Regions from separate parts of the Sus scrofa genome. Here all the other regions are linked to region 2. A link is a contact called in public Hi-C and HiChIP or PLAC-seq data. All regions are on one chromosome and are shown on one strand. Each heading gives the region's core, a stretch centred on a gene start, on an enhancer-like site or on the middle of the called end of the contact. The rest is flanking DNA. Distances are from core to core; before and after follow the strand shown. Region 1 holds the start of HLX (H2.0-like homeobox protein). Region 2 holds the start of DUSP10 (dual specificity protein phosphatase 10). Region 3 holds the start of MARC2 (a long non-coding RNA gene).

Region 1 (2,771 bases), core at 263-2,762, 640 kb before region 2:
GCAGGAGGTCCTTCCCCAAATTTCCTTTTTCGCGTTTCCCTCCGGGAGCTCCGAGTGGGTCCGGGCGGGGCTGATGCCGGTGCAACGAAGCCAAGGGTCTGGGAAAGCCGAGGGACGCGCGGGACAAGTTGCCATTTAAATTGAACCTTGGGCCTAGCGGGAAAAGAGGAGCACGAGGCGGGCGAGGGGGCGGAAACGCGCCCTTGGGGCCTAGTTTTCTCCCCTCCCGCCCCGTGCTCAGGCCTTGAAATGCTGCAGATGCGGTGGTGGGCCCAGCTGGAAACCCAGAGGGCTCGCCTTCCAGCCCGATCTGCACCCTGTGCCCACCCACAGGATCGCGTCTCATTTTGGGGCCGGCTGCCTGGGGCGAGGCCTAAATGCGGCCCGTTTGGTACAGTGAATTCATGCTTAGGCCAAGGTTTGATGTTTGCAACGGAATTGGAAGTGACACCAGAAAAAGGAGGAAGAGAGGGCTTAAGGCCACCAGATCTACGCTGGCTGGCGCTAGCGACTTTCCCCCAGGGCTGCCAAGTTCTGCAGAGGCAGCGCCCTCGGACCCAAGGCTCGCTGGAATCCACAGCCTTTGCATCTATTGCCGGCGCTGGAGCTTTTGAGGGCGGGTCCAACGACTCAGAAGGCCTTATACATCCTTGTTGGCCTCATTGCCCCTGGGCGCCTCTCCCACCCCAGGTGCTAGTGCAGCAGCAGATCCATCATTTCTTTCCACCTCTGCTGACACCTCTGTCCCGGCTGCCGAGAGCTGGGCAAGAAACCCCTTTAGTAAAAGAGGTAGAGAGAGAGACAGAGGCTGGGTGGGGTGGGTGTTGGGTGGAGGGTGTGCTTGTTTTCAGTGCTGGCTGGTCAGAAGTGATTGATTCGTGATTGATACTTTCCGGGAGAAAGTCAAAAGCTTAAGATGACAGCATCTGCAACCCGAGGCTAGAAACCACTAGAAATGAACTAGCCCAAATTCTGGACTCGAGAGAGGCACAGTAAAGTCATTTGCCTTTCTGGGTTTCTCTTTGGTAAGACCTGTTAACTGAAATGAACTTTTAAAAAATGCCACAGAGGTGCGGAAGTTCTGTTAGAAGATGCTTATTAGGACAATCGAAAACAAAAGCTTTCGTGGTTTCATTATTGTTATTATTTTATTTTCTTCCTGAAAATGTGCAAGAAAAGCTCATCTGGGTGGCCTGTGGTTTGTTTGGGAGAGGGGTGGGGAAACCCGTTAGGACTATAATTTAAAAGAGAACGAATTCTTAAAATAGAGATGTTGATGCTGCAGAAAACCCCCCACTACACGCGCTCTGCGCTCTGAAGACCCCAAGTACGAGTGGAAGACCTCGGCCACCACTGCAGCTTCTCCTGCGACCAGGCCCTGTGGGGAAACAGCCACGGGATTGGGAGCAGTATTTAACCCCAAGGAAATCTGCTCTCGTGGGCACTTGCAAAACTACAGACCCCACGTGATCGGGGATGTGGCAGAGGAGGAGGTAGGGTGACATTTCCTACAAGGTACTGCAGAGGAGCGGACCGCGCGTGCCGCTCTCCCTGTTTCGGACGGCGGCCTGTTTTGTTGTCTCTTAGGCTGGGGGAAGGTTTGGCCGCGTCCGAGGGAGACGTTCGTAGACATCCATCTTATTTTGTTTGAAAAGTTACTCATTCAAATTGTCAGTGCGTGACAGCTCGGAATAAAGCTAATTTGTGGCCGCCCCTCCTCTCTTCCCAGAGGATCTCCGAGGCAGAGGAGCGGACGCGGGGCTGACTTGGGTGGGGCTGACCCAGTGCCGCAGCAATCCCGCGCGAGAGCTCAGGGCAGGGCAGCGTAGGGGCGGGAACTCATAAAAGATGGAGCCTTGTAGGGGACAATGACTCTCGGGATAAAGGCCGAGTGGAGAAAATCAGGCCCCACTTAAGTAAAGAGTTGGGAAACCTAGGGCGCCCCCAGAGTCCCAGGAGGCGGGCCTTGCACCCGCGTTAATTTAGGGGAGCACCAGCTTCCCTAGGCGAGCGCTCCAGGAGCGCTGTGACCAACTCTCCACACCTGGCGCCGGTTCGGAGCTGCCGTAGCTGAAGGTTAGAACACCCTGGAACCTCGGTCGGTCCCGGATCGTACTCTTCGGAGAAGGACGCCCGACTGGGCTCAACCCACGCGGCAGCAGCAAACAGTTTGGCGTGGCTGGGGCGTGGCCGAGGGGGCGGGCCACGCCCCCTTACCCAGTTCCCCTCCACTCCCCGCTCCCATTGGTCACCAGCATGGCCAATGAACGCCCTGATCGAGGTCCTACCCTGGGTCTGACTCGAAAGCTCCTGCCAAAACTTTGGGAGTTTTTAGAGAGGAGTTTTTTTTTTTCTTTTTTTTCCCCTCTTATTACTTTTTTTTTTTAAACTAACGGATTATTATTGTTGTTGTTTTAAATTTATTTCTCAAGCCTTAGCTGTTTGGCTGTTTCTTTCGGTGCCCGGCCCCGTCTCCCTGGCTTCCCTGGCTTCCCTGGCTTCCCTGGCGTGTGCGGAGCCGCGCACCCGCCCGCCCAGCCGCCCGAGCGCCCCTCGCTCGCCTCCAGCCCGCGGGGAGCGCGGGCGCCGAGCCGCCTTTAAAGTGAGGCCAGGGCCCGAGGCTGTGACCGGCTGGGATCCGGGCCTCGCCTCCTCCGTCGGTGGCGCTAGGGCTCCCTGGCTTCGCTTCAGTTCGGACCGAGAAGTGTAAGTGGATCGACCCCGGCTGGGCTGCCGCCCCCTCCTGGACTTAGCGCGCCCCTCTCCGCGAA
Region 2 (2,700 bases), core at 143-2,642:
GCAGAGGGTCGGGCGTATATATGGCCTGAGACACCACCCAGACTGGCCCAGGAAACCTGCCGAGAAACACTGAGCTATCCCTTCTCCCTCGCTACTCGTCCTTCCACCTCAAGTCAGAGGCTGGAAAGAAAATTAAGTGGTTAGAGAATGCTCCTTCGCCACTCCAGGGGCAATTAACACCCCCTTCGCAACACAGCGCACTAACAAGCCCCAGACGTTTAAAACCGCCGCAAAGCATCCCAACGAACCTCATTTTTTCTTCACCCCCAATCCGAGTAAACTGCAGAGAGAGTAAACGCACAGGGCAGCGTGAGCCAACAGCCAGAACCCTTCAACCTCACCTGCTGGGGCTCCTCGGTGAGCATCGCAACACACACACACATTCACACTTACACCACCTTACACTCCTGGGCTCTCAGGAGGAGCCGCGGTGACTTCCACTTACTTCATAAATAAGTGTAACCCTCCACCATCTGGCGCTCAGCTTCAGCTACGGATTCGCGCATTCAGCCCTCATTCACTTGGCTTCATTGATCTCCAGCAGCAACATAGTTACTTTCTCTTTTGCTACACTGTAAATGTAAGGTTCTGAGAGGGCGGGCCGGCTGCCGACCGACGGTGCGTCGGTCCAATAGGAACCCGGAGAAAGCGGACCGATACTTCGCCGCAACCCGTGGCCAATGGGCGCCCGAAGGGGGCGGGTCCTGGGCGTGGCTTTGTCTGTTTAAGGAGGGTTTATCCGACGCCTCTTCGGGCCAGCAGTGTTAGAACACGGGCGGTGATGTCATTGGCAACCAATCAAAAACTTAAAAGGGCCAACTGGGGCCCGCGCGGAGCAGCTGCTCTCTATTTACATGTAAACCAAACCAGCAGGATGCAGTTAACCCTTTCCAGGGCTGAATTGTCAATGGGCTAGACTCGCCGCTTCGATTAAAACTGGCTCTGCCCGCTTGGCGGGATCCTCGTACACCTCCTCACCCGGGAACAAACCACGCAATTTATATTCCCTTCTTACTCTGGACGGATGAGCAAATGTGTTGGAGTAACTTTCTTAAGGCAAGAGGCAACGAGAATGATCACTGTCCCCACTGGGAAAAACGGGTTCTCCGATTCGTTCGAGGTGACTCGATAAACCCAGGATTCAACGACATCGCCAATGCACCCACCCGCCAAGGACTTGAGCGCGCAGCCTGGGGCGTCGCCTCTTCCGTGCCCGGGGCCATGCGCTGGGCACCCGGGCTCCAGCGCTGCTGGTGAACTGTCCGTCCGTCCAGTGGCAGTGCTCGAGGCCGCCCCGCTCGGCCCCGAGCAGCCAGGAAGCATCGGCCGCCCGCCCGCAGATGTCGCTGCCCCTCCGGCTGCCCTGCTACCCTGCGCGGCGATGGCGCGGCGCCCTCTGGCTCGTCTACATCTGTGCCCCGGTCACGCCCCCGCTTCCCCCGCCTGCCTCCCAGGGCTCGACACAGAGCCCTAAGGCAACGCTGCGGAGGGCTGCGCGGAGGCGGTGGCTTGGGCCGGAAGCCACAGGGGGCTCGCCCTAAAGAGGAGGCACGGGTGCCACCCCCTAGGCCCGGCGTCTGGGGACTCGCCTGGCGCCCGCGCCTTTCCTCAGGCCGCCCGCGCCCTCCTCCCACCCGGACCCCAGGAGTCCGGGCGCTGCGCCCCGCAGAACCGCGCGCGGGTCACTGGCCTGCAGCCCGCCTTCCCCGCGCGCCTCGCATTCGCCCGCCACCCCGAAGGGCCGCTGGCGTGCCAAGGACCGCCAGCCTGGCGCTTCTAGAACAGCCGCGGCTGGCGGAAAAGGGCCGGGGTTGGGTGTATATACGCAGACTGAGTGTGGACCGCGGAGCGCATGGAGGCGCCGCCGCCCCCTGGGTTCTCCCGACTTTCGCCGCCGCAGGAATGGTCGGCGGCCGAGGAGCGCGGCGGAGCCAAAGATGGGAAGCGGTGGAGGCGAGCTGGCCTGCGCACGGTCAGGAAAACATGCACTAAAGTCTTGGGATATGCAAAGAAGTGAAGATGACGAGAGGAACTGAGCGGAGTTTGCGTGAAAGAACTCTAAAGAAAGAGAGCTCCCACCCCACCCCACCCGCGCATCCCTCTCCAGTCTCAGAGAGGCGGGGCGGGAGGAGGTGAAAGAAATGATTACGATGGAGTAATACATTATGAGCACTATAGAATATTTGGCTATGATTTTCTCTCTTACCAGGCTGAAGGTGTCTGAAGATATCAGGCTTAAGGGCTAAAAATCAAGCTAAGTGGCAGCGACGACATATTCATGTCTTTGCTTCAAGTGCAGATCTGAAATCTGAAGATGCCAAACCCTGGCCTGATGGCCAGCTATGCTCAGTGAGCTGAGAGATTGCTTTCCATATCTCTCTCTTCTCTTCTCCCCCCTCCTCTCCCCTCCCCTCCTAGCTATAACTATATCTATTTTATATAGATATATATATATTTACACACAGTCCAGGTTTCACAAGTGTTTCAGTCTGAAGTAAGTGCATGCAGTCATCTTAAATAGGAAAGGGTTTTTGTATCCTACTCTGCCCACACACCAACACATACACTCTACCCCTTAATAACTAGTGAGCTAGTGAGTGGTTGGGGCACACCATTTCAGCTGGTGCTGCCCAGCAAAGGTGGGTTCTAGGTAATTTCCAAAGAAATCAGAAAAGAAGTTGCCAGAGGGGCTACCCTGGA
Region 3 (2,921 bases), core at 246-2,745, 750 kb before region 2:
AGAAAGCCTGTCGTGCTGACAGCAGGCTCGTGGGGTCTGGTGTCTGGAGAGGCAAAGGGGGCCCAGTGCAAGTTTCCACACACCTCACTCACAACATACCTCGTTCACCACACACGCCTGAGAAAGGAACCAGGTCTTGGCTGCTGAGCATCATGTGTTCAGTGAAGAGGCAGAGCCCACCGGCCTAAGACTTCAAACAGGCTCTGCTCATGCGGAGATGGATCCTTATCTATATCCATATCTATATATTTTTGGAACCCGGCCAGGGCACATGGAAGGTCTCAGGTGAGGGGTCAAACTCTTGCCACCACAGCGACCTCATGGGATCCTTAACCCACTACCCCACACAGGGGAACTCTCAGTTGCAGGGAGAGTTCAATTTTCGCTTTTCCCAAAGATCTGGATCCCAGCCCTGCCCGCCCTTCTCCTCCCAGCCCAGAGCAGCTTTCTGTAGATGACCAATCAGGACCCAGGGCGATGGCCCACCTCTTGCCTCCTTAAACTCTCCTAGAATGGTGCCACAGGTTAAGGGACAATCCCTGAAAAATAAACAAATGACCTCACACCTTCACTTAGCCAAGAATCCACTTGGTTCACAAAGAATCTGCTTAAATGGAGGGGGAAAGAGATCCCAAGCTGGATTTTCGTTAAAGCAGTAAAAACAGATTTTTCTCGGTGACTACTGAGAAGCAGGGGAAGAACTGAGCTCGGTTTCCAGGAGCCCAGACCTCAGTGGGTCTAAAGGGTGAATGGGGGGGGGGTGTCTGGTGGGAACTGACACGTGGAGAGCAGTGGAGGTGGGGGCGGGCCAGGTGTGCCTGCAGGGGGCCCATCCGCGGAGGCCCGAGACCGGAGGTATGGCAGAGTTGTAGGACACACACACACACGCGGAAGGGACCGCGGGACGGTTCACGGTGGGGAGTAAGTGGGGAGCGGGCCAGGGGCTTGGCTTCAGACGCTGGCAGGAACCATCCCTGCAATCTGGCAGCTTCGAGCTTTCTGGGGCAGAGATTTTAGTGTGTGTGTGTGTGTGTGTGTGTGTGTGTGTGTGTGTGTGTGTGTGCATGGGGCGGGGGGGGGTGTTAGGCGAGGCGGGGGTTATCCTTGCGCCTTGGCCCTACCGGCCAGAAGCCACACTCGAGTTTGTTCAGAGCCCAGAAGCTTCCACGGAGCGGGTTGTGGGCCGAAAGTCGTGCGGTTCTCGGGCGATCTGCCAGTTCCTAACGCTGAAAATCTTCCCTTCTGCCGCCTACAGGCGACTGTCCTGTCCCCTGGGCCCCGTCGCGCAGCCAAGCAGCGGGACAGGGAGAGCGGGTCGGAGAGCGAAAGTGACCTCTCGGGACAAAGGGGCGGCGCGGCCTCTGGCTTTGGGCCTCCTGCTCCCCCGCGGGGGCGCAGGGCACCCCGGCGCCCAGCGCGTCCTGCCACATCGGCGCGCGCAGAAAGGCGGGTCAGGCCGCTGACTGGGCAGCTCGGGCTCCGCCCCCCGCAGCCCCGAGCCCCCGGCGCCCCGCCCGCGCCAGTCGCAGGCTGGTCTGCGCTCCGCGGTCGCCGGGTCATGGGCGCCGTCGGCTCGTCCCCGCTGGTCCGCCTCGGCCTCTCCGCGCCGTCCCGGCCCCGCTGGCTCGGGGTCGCCGCGCTGGGACTGGCCGCGGTGGCGCTGGGGGCCGTCGCCTGGCGCCGCGCGTGGCCTCGGCGGCGCCGGCGGCTGCAGCAGGTGGGCACCGTGGCGAGACTCTGGCTCTACCCGGTCAAGTCGTGCAAGGGGGTGCCGGTGAGCGAGGCCGAGTGCACGGCCCTGGGGCTGCGCTGCGGCCACGTGCGCGACAGGTAGGGCTGAGCCCAGCGCGGGTCCCTGCTGCGGAGGGCTGCGGGGAGGGAGCTGGCACCTGGCCCGGGGAAGGAGAAGGGAGGCCGGCCACCTGGCTTTTCCGGACCGCCTGTTGGATCCTCTGGCTTTGAGCCTGCGGCTGGAAAGATCCAGTTCGCGTCGGGTTCGGGTTTGGGGAGGCAGGGGAGGGGGCAAGCCTCTGGCCCTCCCCGGAGGAGAGCTTCCTTTTCTGTAATAGGACAGATCCGCTCTCCAAGGCTCCTGCTAGTGCTAAACTTTCTGATTTGATAGTATGAGGAGACAAATGTTGTTGGCACTCCCGTGGACAGACGGGAGCAAAGCTGAAGCCAAGTGTTTGTTTTAAAGGGCCACACGTGAGGCATATAGAGGTTCCCAGGTCCCAGGCTAGGGGTCAGATGGGAGCTGCAGCTGTGGGCCTATGTCAAGCCACAGCCACAGCCACAGTGATTAGAGCCATGTCTGGGAGCTACGCCAGAGCTCACTGGCAATGCTGGCTCCTTAACCCACTGAGCTGGGGCCCAGGGCTCGAACCCAGGTCCTCATGGATACTAGTCAGCTTCCTTACCACTAAGCCACAACCAGAACTCCTTGAAGGCAGCTCTCTTGTTCAAGGACATTGGCTGTGACCTTGCTGGGCCTTGCTCCTCACACTTTTCAGTTCTAAGGAAGGTTTTGGGAGCCTCAGGAGGTGGCGGGGCCTGACCCACTTGAAAAGGAAATGAGCAGAGAGAGTGAAGTCTTCTGCTGGGGACAGAAGGTGGCAGGGGGACAGACTGTGCACATAATCCTTTGCCATTAAGGGGACAGTGTGACCCCTGCCCCCTGAGGCAGAGTGGTCTTTGGGTGAGGAGCTCGGTAAAGCCCCACCTAGGTAGGGCCTCGCGAATGGAAATGCCGGCCTCCTCCCTCAGAAAGGAGAGGATGCTTGGTCATTTTCTCCCGAAGGTGAGCCTGCGGACACCTGCTTATGGACACAGAGTTGTGCAGCTGTGCAGCACAACTGGGAAAGGGCTCATGGCAGCAAGGATGCTAAACCCTGGAAAGAGTGATCAAGGGAGAACGGAGCCTC

Evidence for each region. Hi-C and Micro-C count contacts between places; a contact is called where the count stands out from the background. HiChIP or PLAC-seq counts read pairs in DNA pulled down with a chosen protein or histone mark.
Region 1: a contact with region 2 is called in an H3K27ac HiChIP or PLAC-seq map of skeletal muscle. The contact joins the promoter of HLX here to the promoter of DUSP10 in region 2. A contact is called at or near these places in 6 of 47 Hi-C or Micro-C datasets (embryonic fibroblasts, heart right ventricle, liver and 3 more) and 1 of 2 datasets of contacts at active chromatin or transcription factors (skeletal muscle).
Region 3: a contact with region 2 is called in a Hi-C map of liver, with 8 times the contacts expected there. The contact joins the promoter of MARC2 here to the promoter of DUSP10 in region 2. A contact is called at or near these places in 2 of 5 promoter capture datasets (fetal skeletal muscle and liver) and 1 of 47 Hi-C or Micro-C datasets (liver).

What each region holds. Positions count from the first base shown.
Region 1 is chr10:10,261,929-10,264,699 of Sscrofa11.1, forward strand. HLX (H2.0-like homeobox protein) reads left to right here and starts at 1,513. Exons shown (of 4, transcript XM_021064336.1): 1 at 1,513-2,771. MARC1 (mitochondrial amidoxime-reducing component 1) reads left to right here. Exons shown (of 9, transcript XR_002336192.1): 9 at 2,433-2,539.
Region 2 is chr10:10,904,460-10,907,159 of Sscrofa11.1, forward strand. It overlaps DUSP10 (dual specificity protein phosphatase 10), which reads right to left and starts at 1,393. Exons shown (of 4, transcript XM_003130510.5): 1 at 446-1,393.
Region 3 is chr10:10,155,237-10,158,157 of Sscrofa11.1, forward strand. MARC2 (a long non-coding RNA gene) reads left to right here and starts at 1,496. Exons shown (of 6, transcript XR_002336195.1): 1 at 1,496-1,830.